Regions from separate parts of the Mus musculus genome. Here region 1 is linked to region 2. The links are chromatin contacts, called in public Hi-C maps. All regions are on one chromosome and are shown on one strand. Each heading gives the region's core, a stretch centred on a gene start, on an enhancer-like site or on the middle of the called end of the contact. The rest is flanking DNA. Distances are from core to core; before and after follow the strand shown.

Region 1 (3,197 bases), core at 603-3,102, 460 kb before region 2:
CTGTTTTTCTAGGCATCTTGGCCAGACCAGACCCAGTAAACACCCTGACTTGTCAAGTCTGTAACTTCACATTCTTCACTCCTGCCCAGCATCGAGACCCCAAACCAGGCTCTCACGGAGGAGAGTTTATGTGCACATGGGGGTAATGCATGTGTAAGTCTGTGCACGCATGCACAGGCAGCAACATGAGATCTGGCACACTGGAGGTCTTCAATGATGGCTGACTGAATTAATGCACAGTGGATGAACCTGGGGGACTCATTAATGCATTTGGGGGCTCGTTAATATATTTGACAAGCATTTATCAAATCTATGATCCATTCAGTTTTGGGCTGAGACAGGGGCTATGACATACAGGTTGACAGTAACCAAGTTCTCTCCAAACAGGTTCACCGGCTTCCTCTTTCCAACACATTTCTTACCCTCCAAGGCTTGTGTGGTTCTTGGGCCACCTAATGTCTACCCTTATGCCAGGACACATATGAGTGCTAAGAAACGGAGTTTGGGTTTGAATCCTAACTCATATTGTATGTCCTTTAGTAAATGATTTGACTTCTCTCAGACCTCAGTTTTCCCATCTGGAAAACAGGCACACGTAAAACAATGTGCCTTGCAATTTCTGTGAGGAATGAATGAGATAAGGCACATGCTTACACAATTCCAGTGCATAGTATGTGCTCGTGGGCGGAGCTCTTTATTATGCTTAGCCCCCTCTCTGCTATGAGGGTCTGCTTAGCTCCTTCCTACCTTCTCCAGAGCACCTACAGCACAAGGAAATGCACATGGCAGGTGAACTCCTACGTCCTAAAAGCAGCTAAGCTCCTCAGGAGCCCAGCCAGACACCAGCAGAGGCCTGGAGGCAGGGAGGAGCAGGAGGCAGAGCTGGCCTGGTGGAGGAGGAACCCAGAATTGCTGTGTGTGCTCTGAGGATGGGAGCATCTGCTCTGATGGTCAGAATGCCTTTTCTCCCTGGGTGGGCGTGGTCTGTATTTCAAGTTTTCCTTAAGAAGTCTATCCCACTGCCAGTGAGGTTTGGATTTGGCAGGTACACCACAAGCTTTCTGGGCCTTCACCATGGTGGACCCATCTCCACTTCAAAACCACGACACACCCACTGTACACCCCACTTGGGCACAAGAGGTTGAGGTTATCTGTGACCAAACACAGTCATATGAGCCTGAGTCGGAGAGGCATTTGAGAGAGGAAAAATCCCTTACTCAGGGCTCTCAGAGACCCTGGCCCTGGGTCTCAGTTTCATTCCCTGTGAAATGGGAACTCTTCTGGAGGTTTCATCTCCGTAATGATTGAAAAGATGAGAAAAACTAGCTCATCACTGATGAGGGGAAAAACAGTCTCCGAGAGAAGGGAAGAGTGGGAACTGTTCAGTTCAGGGAGGGCGGGGCCTCGCTGGCCCACTGGTATGAGCTAACCCCTGCTGGCCCCAGCTGGCTATCAATGGACTCCCACTCTGGTGGCTGTACCACACTGGCTTTGTAGGGCACTGACCTCACCAAAGTAGGGACAGATCTCATCCTGTGATACCCTAGGTTGCCTAGATTTCCCGGTCATTGTCCTTGTATCTAGACCAGCCTGCTAGTTCCCACTCTGGGATTACACAGCACCTCCCCAGACCTGGGCAGCAGGTGCTGGCAGACCACAAGGCCCTCCTGGCAGGCCGTGGTTCTGTATTTATAGAAATGTCCAGGGCTGATGCTCTCACCAGTTCACTGACCACATCTCTGCTCCAGGTGGGGGTAATGAGTCACACTGTGGCCATCTTCTAGCCTCAAGCTGTTTGTAGGGGCAAAGCCATGGGATACTTCTGACTCAGGATAGCTTCTGATCCCGTGGAAGTGGCTTCGACTAAGCCGCTCTACCCTGAAGTCACTGGATATGTGGGCTGGCCCACATTGACCACAGTAGCCATGTAGTGCCTTCAGTTTATCTAGAGTGTGTGCACTCATCACCCTGCTGGATCCCTGTGACTGCCACTGAGGTGGTGAAGACTATCAGACCCATTTTACAGTAGAAAAGATCAAGAGGCAAATGGATTGGCCCAAGGTGACACGGTTGCTATACATCAGGGCCAGGCATAACCTGTAGACTACTAGTTCTTGGGGACAGGAAAGCAGAGGCTCTGTGGCCTTGGATCAGTTACTTTACCTCTCTGAACCTCAGTCTTCTCATTTGAAAAATGGAGCAATGAGGTAATGTTATATGGTGTGTTGAGCACAGTGACCTGCTCAGTAAATGTGAATGGTGACTGCCGACATCACCCTCAGGACATTTCAAGGCTGTTGCTGGGAAGATCAAATGCCAGCAAAGCTCTGTTGCTGCTGTACTCTGCCTGCATCTCTACTCAGGACTTAGTAAGGTGGGCTAAGGGGCTGGGCATGCGGAAGTAGGAGCCAGGTGGAGACACTGGGTACCCTAACTCTTGCTGCCTGCCTAGTGCAGACGGCCAAGTGCATTTGTGTCCTGGTTCCCAACACTATGGCAGCTGCTGTCACTGTCCACAGATCTTGGGTCTGCTCGGGGTCAAGATCTGAGAATTCTGAACTCCAGAGCTAAGGATGGGAACTGAAAGATTGGAGTGGACTGGGTTCTCAGATTGGACTGGCCTGGTCCTGCAGCTTCTTAGCTGCCAGTCTCTGGGCAGTACAGCCTGCTCTATAGCAGGACATCCTTCTCAGTGTCTGGGGCAATCCTAAGATGCAGGGGGTGAAGGCAGGGTTGTCTGGGGCGGGGGGTCGGGGAGACAAGGTACTGGCCTTCTCAGGAGGACATAGGTGCTTCTGGGTCTACCTGGAGTGGTGTCAACTGTGGGCTCTAAGTCCTTAGTTTCTCTGGTGAGCCCTGGCCTGGCATACTGTTCCCTTAGCTTGCCTCCAGCTGCTGGGTTCCCTGGAGGAAATGGCCCAGGTTAGCGATCACAGACTTCCATGGTGTTGGGGAGTTGTAGTGGGCATGGTGAAGGATCAGCTTCCTTCAGGGAACCCTGCCATACAGAGAGGAGGGTAAACTCTGGACATCTGGTTGTTTAGGATGAGCTTTCTGAAGGCTTTGGGGCCTGTGGGCCCCGGATCCTTAAGTGTTTATGAATTTTATTATGACTGTGTTTGTTTAAATATATATATATATTTATACCTCTATGCATCCCCCGCCCCCCCCCCCAAGCCCCTAGTTCTTGCCCTTAG
Region 2 (3,292 bases), core at 351-2,850:
CGGCAGCAAAGACAAACCACACACCAGCATCTCGTGCCTACCAGCACTGGCCGTGGGGCTTAGGACCAAAGGCTAAGCTAGCCCACTGGCTCCAGATCCCTGCTCTCAACCCTGTCAACACTTTCCACAGCCCCAGCATTCTTCAGGAGCCCCGTGGCTTTGGCTCGGCCACCCGGCTTTTGCCACTTGCGAGGTTCCTCAGCACCCACCACCAATACCTTGGTCTTTTCTCTCCCCATTTCTCAAATCTGAACATGCGCGCTCTCCCTGAGACACATGTCCTAGAAAACTGCCTTCCCAGTGCCCCCACAGTCTGTTGGGTCCACACCCATTGTCTTCATCTTGTTTCTATGGAACTGCCTCCTACTTCAGGCGAGGGTCCTGCCGCCTCCGCCAGGCAAGGGTCCCACAGCCTCTGCCAGGCAAGAGTGCCGCCGCCTCTCATGCAGCACTACTCTTGGTCCCTATACCCCTCTGTTCCTACGTATTTTAGCAGCCAGCGAGCCCTTACTATACCCCCCTCCAGCGTGGGCCCTTCAGTGCCCAGCAGCAGAGACCAGGCTCCTGAGCCCACGTCTCTGCTTGCCCTGCTGCTCTCCCTTGCTCTCCCCTCCCCACAACTTCTCCTCTGCCTCCTCCTCCCAGGTACAGCCTGCCCATATGCCCCCAGGAAGCTTTCTCAGGTTTCCTAGCCCAGACGGGCCTCCTGGAAGCCCCTTCTGCCACAGACACGGGAAGTGTCTGCTACCCCATCAGTGTAGAGTGAACCACCAAAGGCAAGGACTGTCTAGCTTGGCTCTCTTCTAGGACCTGAGTGGCCCAGAACTGTACAAAGTGGCACTCAGCAAGCCTTGAGCACCCTGGGGGATATCGTGCTGCTTTGGGCACAGGCTTTGTGACAGTCTCTGGGCACGCTGCTCACAGCCTCAGTTTCTCTATCTGCATAGCGCTGGTACAAGGGCTATCCTGACTACATAGTTGGCGGTGTGTTTAGAAGATCCTCACTGGGTAATATGCTTTATACTTTACCATAGCACTGACCAGGGTCTAAGCAATCTCCCTAGGGCACTTGTCAGAGAATCCCCACTGTCCTCCCACTGTGACTCATCCCATAAGAAGAATTTCGGGGCCCACTGCCCAGGGCCATTCTTGAATATGTCTTTAAAGAAACTTAAAGTGATTCTAAGAAGTGAGTTACTATTTCCAGGCACCCTAGTGCTCATCAGGGCTAACCTTCCTACTGTCCTCAGATGGCACTAGTCCTTGGGGGCTGACTTCTCATCCCGAAGATGAGGACACTGGAGTTTTGTGCTGTGACTGCAGTAAAGTCCACTCCTGGGCAGCTGGGAAAAGCAGAGCCTGGCACTCTGACTTGTCTCACTCTGGCAGGCTCTGAAGGTCCTAGGAGGGAGTGTTAGTGGGTAAGGAACCTTGGGGTCAGGCACAGTGGCATTTGAGTCGGGCATACCTGTCCCTCCCCCAGAAGGTAACAAGAGAGTGAGACAGCAAGGAAAATCCAGAGCATAGGGTTCTCAAGGCTAGGACATGACGCACAGCGTGGCCCTGAGGGCAGCCCGGCTGCAGGCTGTGGCTAGAGGTCAGGGCTGCCAGCTTGAACCTTGTGGTCAGTCTCCCAGCCCAGCTGTGCTGACAAGGTCCCCACTTGGCCATGCAAATGGAGGCATTTGAGGTTCCCACAGAAACAGACTCTGGCCAGAGTAAAGAAGATGAGGCAGGAGCCCACACAGTCTCCAGACGGAAGCCCCTCTTCCAGGGTGAATAGGCAGGGCTGGGCTAAGAGGCTGGGGAGGAAGAGAAGGGGAGGGCTACTCTTCAAGGGATGGAGTCCCTGGGACCCATTGATCCTCCTCCAGAAGGACCTGATGGCTGTGGCAGGGCCACCTCACCAGAAGCCAACCTCTCCCTCTGTCCTTCCCTTCTTCGTTATGATCCCTGTTTTCTTCCTCTGTAGGGAGGGTACAAATAACAGATCAGAGCTTAGTCCCTTCACAGCCCAGAACTGCAGAGATGGTGAACAGTGGGGTCTTAGAAAGGATAATCCCCTGCTAACCGGACCCCAAGGGGCTGGCAACCTCTTGTCCAAAATGTCTTCTATGTGCACATACACATCCCCTCCCAGTTAAGGTCAGAATGGTGTTGACTCCCCACATGATCTCTTCATTTCGCAATAGTCTGGCCTACTCTCTGTACAAGGACAATTAATTCTAGGACATTCCTTACAGACAGACCAGGCACCAGAGAAGCAGTAGTTAGTGTAAGACTATAGACTGTGCTGCATGGATCATCCTTGAATATGATTTCCTGTATCTGTGCACATGGGACTGTGTATGTATGGAGGCGATAACCATATAAGCTAATAACCCCATTTGGGGCCACTCTAATCAGAGCAGCATAAGATACTGAAGCATCGAGGAAAGTACAGAAGATGAATATCCTCTGTTGAGATATCAGAGACTTCCTTCAGCCAAGCTCTGAGCCCTAGATCCAGCCAGGCATCGGATGAGTCATAAAGTGAAGGCCACCCAGCAGAGGGGGAGCCAGCAAGCCCCGGGTAGTAAGAAAGAAAGAAAAAGAGTTTAAGTGGAACAACCCGTTGAAACAGAAGTAAGACCAACTCTCTGACACCTGCACAGCCCAACCTGAGCTCACAGCAACACCTAGGCCTCCAGGAGGTCCCAAGTTCCACACATGTCCCTGACACCAAATTGTGTGTGTGTGTGTGTGTGTGTGTGTGTGTGTGTGTGTTTGTGTTTGTGTGTGTGGTCCCAGGTTCAGGGTCCCAGTTAGCACTCTGTCTGAAGATACCAGATGGGCATAGATCTGGGGAAGCCAGAACAGATGCTAGGGAGATAGAGCCAATACTGGCACCAGTCAGAGGGACTATAGCCAGAAGGCTAGACAGCAGTGGCAGATGACTGGTGGTGTCCGATGAGTTCCTGCTGGCTGGGGACTCCCCTCCCCTAGAAAGCCATGGCACACCATGCAGCAGGTGGGAGACTATAGCTGGGATATAGTTGGATTCCGCCCCCAGGCAGCTGGAGACCAGGGGAGAGTTGGATGTAGAGTTGTGTTTTCTGGATCCTGGGAGGCCCACCCACAGGAGCAAGGCATCCCACAGCCCAGAAGTCCACAGGCAGCTCAGAGGGCTCACTTGCCTCCCATCTCTGAGCCGTTCTCTTCCAGAACCTTGCTTGCCTGTATCTCAGATCTCAGTCTCTCTCTCTCTCTCTCTCTCTCTCTCTCTCTCTCTCTCTCTCTCTCTCTCTCTCTC

Evidence for each region. A called contact is a pair of places that touch in the nucleus more often than the background predicts.
Region 1: a Hi-C map of myocytes shows a contact between it and region 2, with 2.0 times the contacts expected there. The contact joins two enhancer-like sites. A contact is called at or near these places in 3 of 39 promoter capture datasets (hematopoietic stem and progenitor cells, hippocampal neurons and liver), 1 of 15 datasets of contacts at CTCF or cohesin (the NIH/3T3 cell line), 7 of 484 Hi-C or Micro-C datasets (cerebral cortex, cortical neurons, differentiating embryonic stem cells and 4 more), 1 of 115 datasets of contacts at active chromatin or transcription factors (forebrain) and 2 of 9 other capture datasets (embryonic stem cells and macrophages).

The regions. Positions count from the first base shown.
Region 1 is chr9:58,499,671-58,502,867 of GRCm38.p6, reverse strand. Insyn1 (inhibitory synaptic factor 1) reads right to left here. Exons shown (of 3, transcript NM_176921.4): 3 at 3,088-3,197. The coding sequence ends at 3,181. Among named protein-coding and RNA genes, the nearest start is that of Insyn1, 13 kb to the right of the region's middle. Within about 2 kb of position 1,852, at least 12 of the 459 cell types and tissues checked have an H3K27ac peak or open chromatin away from gene starts, as enhancers often do. A contact at or near this core is called in myocytes, where this site is marked.
Region 2 is chr9:58,035,394-58,038,685 of GRCm38.p6, reverse strand. The region is part of intron 11 of Ccdc33 (coiled-coil domain containing 33); the gene reads left to right. The region is part of intron 4 of Gm16130 (predicted gene 16130); the gene reads right to left. Among named protein-coding and RNA genes, the nearest start is that of Gm16130, 4.8 kb to the right of the region's middle. Within about 2 kb of position 1,600, at least 28 of the 459 cell types and tissues checked have an H3K27ac peak or open chromatin away from gene starts, as enhancers often do. A contact at or near this core is called in myocytes, where this site is marked.